Linked DNA regions of Mus musculus: region 2 is linked to region 1. Evidence: chromatin contacts called from public promoter capture Hi-C data. All regions are on one chromosome and are shown on one strand. Each heading gives the region's core, a stretch centred on a gene start, on an enhancer-like site or on the middle of the called end of the contact. The rest is flanking DNA. Distances are from core to core; before and after follow the strand shown.

The links. Promoter capture Hi-C pulls out the DNA fragments that hold promoters and counts their contacts.
Region 2: a promoter capture Hi-C map of embryonic stem cells shows a contact between it and region 1, with 3 times the contacts expected there. The contact joins two enhancer-like sites. A contact is called at or near these places in 2 of 39 promoter capture datasets (embryonic stem cells and hematopoietic stem and progenitor cells) and 1 of 9 other capture datasets (embryonic stem cells).

Annotation. Positions count from the first base shown.
Region 1 is chr2:17,739,440-17,744,346 of GRCm38.p6, forward strand. No RefSeq gene overlaps it. Among named protein-coding and RNA genes, the nearest start is that of Mir6419, 180 kb to the left of the region's middle. Within about 2 kb of position 2,327, at least 166 of the 459 cell types and tissues checked have an H3K27ac peak or open chromatin away from gene starts, as enhancers often do. A contact at or near this core is called in embryonic stem cells, where this site is marked.
Region 2 is chr2:18,458,292-18,463,648 of GRCm38.p6, forward strand. No RefSeq gene overlaps it. Among named protein-coding and RNA genes, the nearest start is that of Dnajc1, 68 kb to the left of the region's middle. Within about 2 kb of position 2,775, at least 5 of the 459 cell types and tissues checked have an H3K27ac peak or open chromatin away from gene starts, as enhancers often do. A contact at or near this core is called in embryonic stem cells, where this site is marked.

The DNA.
Region 1 (4,907 bases), core at 1,077-3,576:
GTCAGTTAGACTCTGTCTCAAAAAGTAGAGCAGAGAGCAACTGACTAGACACTTGACCCTGCTTCCACAAAAATGTGCATGTTTGTGTACACACACATACACACAGGGCCTTACAGCACAGAAAACTGCCATTTCTAAATGACAGTTCAAAGACCTGGGCCTACACTATCCAGTAGAAATATACTCAGGGTTTCAAATATGAGCCACATATATCATTTTCAATCTTTGGATAGCTTTATTTTTCAAACAACAACAACAACAAAAAGACAAGTAAAATCATTTTAGTAATATACTTTATTTTTATTTGGCCCAATTTAGTTAAACTGTTCTTTCAACGTGTGATCAATAGTTGTTTTAAATTAAGCAGAGTTTCCATTGGTTTGTTGCTTCTGTACTAAGACTCCACATTTCTGTGTCTATTTTCATCCTTGCAGAATCTCAGGTGGAATTGTCCTGACACTGGGGCTAGAGAGATGGTTCAGAGGTTACAAGTACATTCCTCTCTTGAAGAGGATCAGAGTTTGGTTCACAGTGTCTATATCACACACCTCACAACTGCCTGTAACTCCAGCTACAAGAAACTGAAGCCTTCTTCTGGCTTTCACAGGTACCTGAACCCACAGGCAGACACACAAGCATGCACAGAAATAAAAAATAAATCTTTAAAGAGAAGTGTTGCCGTGCATATAGAGTATTTTTTCAGTATGTGGTCAGACAGCATGATGTTCATGCAGCCAAAGAGAGAAAGGAGCCATGTACAGCGTCAGGGTCAAAGACCTGGATGCAGGTAGGTACTGGCTAAGTCTGAAGGGCTCCAATGAGTGTTGACCACACCAGAGCTCAGGGGCAAAAGCAGCAGCAGCATGTTCTGCTGTCCAAATGTGCTTCTGCCATGGCTCCCCAAAGCTGGGGCGTGAAATCGGGGAGACAGAACAACCCAGGAGAGCAGAGGGTTAGGAGAAGGGGAAGGAAGAGAAGGGACAGACAATGCAGCGCTGAAGAAGGAACAAAAAGAGAAAGGACCTGATGAACTCTGAGAGGCCTCTGCCTGGGCTCAGCCGAGGGCAGCTGAGGTCAGCCCAGGGCCAGAAATAAAATGCATAAAATGCCAAGGGCCTGGAAAAATCAACAGAGTCAAATGAGAGACAAAGATATTCTGCCATGACACAAGTAGAATGTTTTGTTGTGTACTAACAAATGAACTCTGTTGCTTCATCAACAAGGTCAGCTAAGTCCATGTGGATGAGGTGTTAGGGACAGAGTCCAGGGCCTTGCTGTTGTTAAACTTGCACATCTGCTTTTTAAGCTCAGGAATCATTCCTTGAGTTCTGTATAGTAAGGTCGTTTGCTAGTTTAGAAAAGTTTGCTTGCTTGCTTGCTTGCTTGCTTGCTTGCTTGCTTGCTTGCTTACTTGCTTGCTGTGTGTGCGTGGTATTTGGGGGTGCGCAGAAATTGACATCAGGTGCTTTCTGTCATTCTATCATTATCTTCTGTCACTGAAGCCAGGTTCTGCAGATTGACTAGCGCCCCAACAAGCTCCGGTGATCTTGTCTCTGTGTCCCCCAGTGCTGGAGCTTCAAGTGTGAGCCCAGCTTTTCTGTGGGTTCTGGAGATCTGAACTCAGATCTCCTTTGTGTGGTAAGCACTTTATTCTCTGAGCTATCTCTCTAGCCCTGGTTCTTTTATTATTGTTGTTTGCTTGTTCTGTCTGTTTGTTGAGACAGGATCCCACTACACAGCCCTTTCTGGGCTGAAACTCAATATATAGACCTTGAATTCACAGAAATCCACCTGCCTCTGTCTCCCAGGTGATGGAATTAAAGGCGTGCACCACCGTGTGCCCAGATTGCTTTCTTTTTTTAAAGCAGTCTCACAATGTATCCCAGGCTAGCCTTGAGCTCTGTTCCCTCTGCTGCAGTCTCCCAAAGACTGGCATTGCAAACAGGGAAGGCAGGGCAGGTTTCCTGGCTGAGAAGACAGAGAAGGTTCCCCAAATGGAAACTAATGAAAACTTCATTTTTCATAGTTCCCTGGCCATACTTATTATTTTTCAGTCGACTACGGGTTCAATGTTGTCAAATGAAATTTTCTTCCCATTTTAAATAATGAAACAAAAATATGTCTTAAGGTAACATAACAACATCACAAGCAATCTTTGCTAAAAACACAGGCTCGTTCTGAGCAAAGAGACAGACTTCACTTCGTAGGGGGATTTCCTTCCTCGGCTGTGACTCATCAAACAGGGAAAGTGTCGAGCCTGCCCATTAGCGGTAGGCATCAGAGCAAGAAAGTGTTCTTCGGCATGAGTAATACGAATTAAGTGGAATGAATGGAACTAGCCTCGCAGAGATGGATGGAGAAAAGAGCCTTCATTATGTAAAAAGGAAACCTGAGAGCCATCGCCGCCCACCCCCCAACCCCCACCCCCTGCCGCCGCGGCCACTGCTTGCGCAGCCTCAGCCAATAAAAACAGGTATCGGCGCTCAACTAAAACAGGAGATGTAAAATAACAAGAGTGCTGCTTAAAAATTCGAGTGAAAAGGTAAAACATGTTAACTAGAATTTAATGACACGAAAAGAGGTTTCTGGTGTTTTGCTAAGTCGGAAAAAAAGAAAAAAGAAAGCATGTTGCAAGAGTGGTTTCCTATGATCTCATTTTTCACTAATTTTATGACAATATGCAGAGAGTGAGCGGCCTGGGAAAAGAGCACTGAAACCGTGACAGAGGCGGGATTGTGCTGTGTTTTCCTTTCTGTATACTTTTCCCAAATGCATTTGTTTACTTAATTATTTAAAGCAGGGTTTCACTACATAGCCCAAGTAGGCCTCCAAGCCCTGATTCCCCCGAGCCTGTGCCGGGGTCACCTCCACGCCCAGCTGGTGTTTTAGCTAGAAATGTCAACAAAGCAGAAGAGGGCTTTGCTGTGGAGATTGTTGTGGTCATCCTCCCTCGCCTCACCAGGTTCTCCCCCTCCCCCTCCTTTCTTCCTCTCCCCTCCCCCCTCCCTGTCATTCAAACCTATCTCTTGCACCCCTAGGGGAAAGGAAATGATTACCAGTTTGGGGTGGATTTTGTTTTGTTCTATTAAGAATGTGCAGACTAATAAGAACAGAAAGGCACCAAGAGGTCGCCCCTGGCCGTCCCCACCCATTCCTGAGACTCCTGCGGTCAGGGAGTGATAGAGGGTGTGGCTCAGAGAACTCAGTCTCTTTCTGCTGCCTTTCCCACAGACTCTTCAGGAAGTTCTCATGGTGTACACTCTAGAGTTTGTCATTTGAAAGGTCCTTGTGTCCAGCCTTTGGGGATTTGAACGACACTTTTTCTTAATGCTTCAATGTGCTGCTGAAAGTGAGGGTCTCAGCTGTATGCCTGTGGCCTTGAGAGTCTCTGAAGAAGATCACTTCAAAGGGATCTGAGGTCTTCGCTGTGGTGGCTTTCATTTCTGCCCATTGTTTCTTTAATTCCCATTTGTGTATATATTAATTTTCTTCATATAATCAAAATTACTGTTATTCAGGTAGGATTATTACGTACTTGAGAAAATTCAATATGTCTTTACCTAAAAACCTTAGATACATTAAGTCTATGAGAAGACAGTGATATGTAAAGACAACACTCACACTCTTCCCATTTTTAAATCACCTATATATAGCAGGCAGTGGTGGTGCACAACTTTATGCCAGCACTCAGGAGGCAGAGGCAGGTGGACTTCTGAATTCGAGGCTAGCCTGGGCTACAGAGCAAGTTCCAGGATAGCCAGGCCAGGGCTACACATAGAAACTCTGCCTTTAAAAAAAAAAAAGTGCCTGTATATACACATGTATAAATATTGAATTTTCTCTATATGTGTGCAAACATATACACATTTTCATTAAAGTACCTGGAGGATTTTTGTCTAGGTGTTGACAACAGTCATTATTGGATAGAGGGAGTCAGTCCATTAGGTTGTCATAACACAACACCATCAGCCGGACAAACTACAAAGCAAGAGGCATTTAATCTTTGCCGTACTGAAGGCCAGATGGTCACAATGAAGTCAGGCTCATTGTGTGATGAGGGCTAACTGAATGAATCACAGACAACCTCTTGCTGTGTCTTCACATGAAAAGAGAGATAAGGGCCTTCTGAGGGGAGGAGGATTTCCATCCAAGTATGTGGAGGCACACGTGTACATGTATGCACACGTACGGAGGCCAGAGCAACCTCAGGTGTGGCTCCTCAGTATCCATCTGTCTTGTTGTTTGAGACATGCTCTCTCATTGGCGTGGGGCTCACCAAGCCGGCAAGGCTGGCTGCTCGGCAGTCCTGAGCATTTGTTAGAGTAGTTTTTGTTATTCCTGTTCATCAGGGCTCCACTGTCTAATTACCTCACCAAGACCTTATGCCTTGATGCTATCTTCTCAAGAGGCAGAATTTCAATGTCCCATACATTCAATGGGAGTTTATTTCTCAGTCCTCAACACATATGCCAGTTAATAGCATTTTCTTAATTAGTCTATATGCTCATATCACATGGCATGCTTTGTAATAAAATAATAACACAAATTAAATTCAATACACAATAGGTATTTAATAAACACTTTCTTCCATTTCTCTCAAAATATGGCCGTGGGAATTATTTACCGAGTGCTTAGTCTGCAGTAAAGGTCATTGACTCTAGTCAATGCAGCATCTCATTTAAACAAGCTTTCCAATGCTGATTACTGTCCCCTTCTAAAAGACGAGAAAACTTATACAGAAAGTTAGACGTCCCAGAATCAGTAAAGGACAAAACAGACAGTAGGATAAGCAGTATCCTTCTCACCCTAGGAAAAAATACTCTCAGTTACAAAATTAGAATTTTGTTCCCAGAGGCGCTAATAACCTTTGTATTTATTATTAATTTATTTTTAACATTTATTTATTT
Region 2 (5,357 bases), core at 1,525-4,024, 720 kb after region 1:
CCTTAATTTCAGATCCCGTTGCTTTAGCCAAACGTGATCATGAAAAATTTCATCTCTCTAGCCATACCTTAAAGGCTCCGACATAAGATCACTGAGGAGCAGGCAAGAATGATTGTAAAACAATGACCTACATTATCTCCAGTGCCACATTTAGGAGTTAATCCATGAGGTCTTATGCCTAATCATATTTGGCAAATGGATGTAACTCATTATGTGAAATTTGGAAAATTAAAATATATACATGTTTGTATTGACACTTGTTCAGGATTTCTTTTTGCTTCTCTGCCTCTAAAAATGTAATTGATCATTGCCTACAAGCCTTTAATGCTATAGAATTGCCTAAACTTATTAAGACAGATAATGGGCCATCCTATTCTAGCAAAAATTTTACTTCATTTCGTAAAGAATTTGGCATCAAACATAAAACTGGAATTCCTTATAACCCCATGGGACAAGGAATAGTTGAACGTGCTCATTGCACTTTAAAAACTTGGCTATATAATTTCGTCCTTTATATATTCAAAACAGTAATGGTTTAAGATAATATTTTTGTATTTTTGGAGAATGTGCATGTCAAATTGTAAAAAATTTGCTCTTGGTGTCCTCAGTTCCTACCTGTTTCCGTATAATGGTGTTAATTCTTGAGGACATATACTTAATCGATTGCTGCAGTTGAATGCTCTTATTTCTGATAAATAAATAAATAAATAAATAATGCACATGTGACTATTAATGACTTTTGAAGCTTTCTAGTTACAACCGCTCTTCAAGAGAAACAATTGAAAGTGTAATTGAAAGGAAATAAACCTTGAGACCTGTGATTCATGTAATTTATGTCAAATAGCCCAAAGAGTTGTTTGTGAGCTTTAAAACCTGGGGCTGAGAAAATAGCAGAACAGGCCGGGACATGCCCGGGCAGGCCCATCGTCACATGTCCTGACTGGCCTGGTACCTCCCTATCTCCCACCCTTCTGACAGTCTGTTGATGTTTAAATGGACCAATCATGTAAAACCGCGCCAATTCCTCCCCCAGCCCCACCCCTTTTCTATAAAAGTCCCTAGCTTCCAAGCCTCGGGGTCGAAACCACTGTCTCCTGCGTGAGATACGTTTCGAACCGGAGCTCCGCCATTATGGCTCCACCATGTGGTCGACACCTCTGTCTCCTGCGGGAGATATGTGTCGGCCCGGAGCTCCGTCATTAAACTACCTCATGCTTTTACATCAAGGTGGTCGTCTGTTCGTGATTCTTGGGTGCGCGCCGAACAGAAATTGAGTGGGGGTTTCCCCACTAGGTTCTTTCATAATTAGTCACTGCCCTTGTTATATTAATACTGACTATAACAGTCAAGCATTTGAAATGTTTTGTCAACAATTCATTAATTCCCAAAGACAGAGAATCGTGGAACTTTAAAAACTCTTCTTAAAAAACAAAGGAAGGGGGAAATTATATCCCCGTGCACATTATTTAATATATCCCTGTGCACATTATTTAAATCATACTTTTATTTTAAGAATTTTGAAATTTGGATGTCAAAGAACTTAATAAATGCCTCATAGTATCTTAAAACCAGACATAATCATGTCTAGGTGAGATGAAAAGGATCTACTTATTGGCATGAGGCTTGATCCTAAACAGCTACCTTATTGGGAAAGGGAAAAGCATAGGTTCTCTTTAGAGAACGCTGCAGAAGCATGATGGCTAACAGGTGAGTTCACTGAGTGCCCTGACTATAGTGACAAGAAAGCTGAATTGGGTATATGTTTTTGACCCACCTTTGTTTGCCATTTTCCCAGTTTGGACAAGCTAAGCTGCCTTGCTTCAAGCTTTTTAAACCTTATGGGACATAGAACAGTAGAGACCGTGTAATCTGACTTAGAAAGATTAGTCACAAGAAAGAGTTATAGTGATTCTTCTCCTTCCCTCATTGTGACCAGTTATTCTAACTCAATCTTGGACTGGTCTAGTAATAATTCTACTATTAGATTCCTAGGGAAGATAGCTAAAAACCTAATTACCTAGCAAAGTTAATTTGGAGCACAGCCTCCACTCCCAGAAAATTACAGCCTTTCTGTGATTCTCAAAGTCACCTCCCCCATACTGGGAGCTCTGAGTCTAAGCCTGATCATTGCTAATTTGCAATTGAATGGAGTACCTGGACTTCCCCAAAGAAGCTTTTGTACTGTTGCTTTTCACTGTCTCAACTTTGTTTTTCAAGAAGGTCAGTCAACGCCCTTCAGCCTGACTTCAGCAGGTGTGCAGCCTCGCCTCCAACAGCACAGGTGGCAGTTATTAATCTTCACCAAGAAGCATTCTAAGTACATATTGTGGCTTTGGCCTGAATTGGGAATAAGTTGTGCTACTGAGGGTCAGACAGTCAATGACGGGCACCCAGATCTTGGAACCATACCAATCTAAGACAGAGGTACATGCCACAAGGCCGTGGCTGTTAATAACACACCGCAGACTCATGTTTTGTGTGAAATATAACACAAACTAGCTGCACGTAGCCTCCATGATGGAATTTGGATGGTTCAGGAAGATCTAAGATTTCCTAAGACAGGCGCTGCTGCCAGCCACCACAACTCCCCGGCAGGACTATAGAGCATAAATAAATTTTATGCCTCAGTCCATTTTTTTTAATATTAATAACAGGGAGGAAATTGTAACCTCCCCCCAAGCCTGAAGTAGGCTGAGCCAGACCTTGATCTTGCTGCCACTATGGAGATTACCTAGGGTGGAGCCTTTCTCCCTAGATCACTCTATTGTTCAGCCACTGCCTCTGTTCCTCCTGCTGAGAGGCCCTTGAGCTATTCCGGAGACTACACCCTGTCCTGCATGTCATCACCTGCAGCTGATTCCAGGCTCCAAGGATGAATTGGTGGGAATCGGCCTCCCCCCCCCCCACCTCCTTTATAAGCGCATTTGCCATTAAACATTTGAGCTTTGATTAGGAAACTTGACTTAGCTCCATTTTTCTCTCAACCGCCTAGTTTACCCTCTCTTTTCAGCCCCAGCTTTCCTCCCAGGTGTACCCGTTTCTTGTGAGCCGCACCCCAGCTTTCAACACTTGTGTTTGCCTTTTGCCATCTGGTTATCTCTGGTGTTAGCTGGTTTTGCTGTTTCTGACTGTGGCTTGTCCCTTCTGCAAGCCTGTGTGTCAGTACTCCTGGGAGACCAGTTCTCTCTGGGAGGAATTTAGGTATGGAGAGATGTGATACATGGTCAGCTCTGGGGTACAGATAGAAATCAGAAAGGTCCTGTTCCTAGCTGATCCTTGGTTGCTGTGTCCTGATGACTCTGGGCTGGTCCCTCTTTGGCCAGGAATTTAAAGAGAAATGGTGGTCTTACCTGTGCTCACAGGTGTGTAGGCATTCGTGGAAGACCAGCTCTCTCCTGGTAGTATTTGTGTATGTAGCTCTGTGTCACAGGTTCAGCTCTGGGCACAGACAGAAACCTGAAGACTCCTGTCACAGGCAGCTCCTTGGTTCCTGTGTCCTGAGGGTTCCAGACGGGACATTCTGAGCATCAGTGGTCGTCCTACCTGTGCTCACAGGCCTGTCTGCACACATGGGAGGCTAGCTGCCTCCTGTTGCCACCTGGGTATGGAGTCCTGTGGCAGTCTGCACACATGGGAGGCTAGCTGCCTCCTGTTGCCACCTGGGTAGGGAGTCCTGTGGCAGAGGACCAGCTATAAGACCAGATGGAAACTGTCCAAGTCAGATTAAAACAGATAGTGGGACTGGCTATTACAGTCAAACATTGAGATGTTTTGGAGACAATTTGACATTACCCATATTACTGGGATTCCTTACAATCCCCAAGAACAAGGTATTGTGAAACAGGCTCTGTGGAACGTTAACAAAACAATATCTTTATAAAATAAAAAAGGAGGAGTTATATCCCCATTCACCACAATTTTATTTTATCATGTTCTTTTTATTTTATTGTATTTATTTTAAAAATTGGATGCCAATCTGCACACCTTTCCCACCAGAGGAGATGTGGCCTCCAGGGAGGGCTCTGACTGTTGGAGCAGGTGAGAGAGCCATCTTGTAACCCAGGTCCCTCAGAGACGTGTCTGCTCAGGAGAACATGTGGACTGCAGAAGCAGCATAGCTTCGGGGACAGGCCCTGTTTCAGGCCTTCATCTTCAGCCAAAAAGCAGATCTGAGCTCCGGACACCTGCGCACCTTACCTACCACAGGAGATGTGGCTTGCAGAGAGTACTCTGACCACTGAGACTCAGGACAGAGTTGGAATCCTAGGAGTGCTGACAGAGGCTAACAGAATCACAGGAGGAGCAAGCTCCAGCCAGAGACAGCTATAACAACTAACGACAAAGATTACCAGATGGCGAAAGGCAAACATAAGAATCTTACTAAGAGAAACCAAGACCATCATCAGAACCAGCACTCCCACCTCAGCGAGTCCTGGATAACCCAACACACCCGAAAAGCAAGATTCAGATTTAAAATCATATCTCATGATGCTGGTAGAGGATTTTAAAGGAAATTAATAACTCACTAAAAGAAATACAGGAGAACACGGCTAAACAGGTAAAAGGCCTTAAAGAGGAAGCACAAAAATCCCTTAAAGAATTACAGGAAAATACTGCTAAACAAGTAGAAGCCCCAAAAGAAAAAACACAAAAATCCCTTAAAGAATTACAGGAAAACACAACCAAACACGTGATGGAATTGAACAAAACCACCCAAGATCTAAAAAGGGAAGTAGACACAATAAAGAAAACCCAAAGGGAGACAACTCTGGAGATAGAAACCCTAGGAAAATAATCAGAAACTATAGATGTGAGCATCAGCAACAGAATACAAGAGATGGAAGAGAGAGAATCTCAGATGCAGAAGATTCCATAGAGAACATGGACACAACAATCAAAGAAAATGCAAAATGCAAAAAGATTTTAACTCAAAACATCCAGGAAATCCAGGACACAATGAGAAGACCAAACCTATGGATATTAGGAGTAGATGAGAATGAAGATTTTCAACTTAAAGGGCCAGCAAATATCTTCAACAAAATTATAGAAGAAAACTTCCCAAACCTAAAGAAAGAGATGCTCATGAACATACAAGAAGCCTACAGAACTCCAAATAGACTGGACCAGAAAAGAAATTCCTCCCGACACATAATAATCAGAACAACAAATGAACTAGATAAAGATAGAATACTAAAAGCAGTAAGGGAAAAAGGTCAAGTAACACATAAAGGCAGGCCTATCAGAATTACACCAGACTTTTCACCAGAGACTATGAAAGCCAGAAGATCCTGGACAGATGTTATACAGACACTAAGAGAACACAAATGCCAGTTTAGGCTACTATATCCAGCCAAACT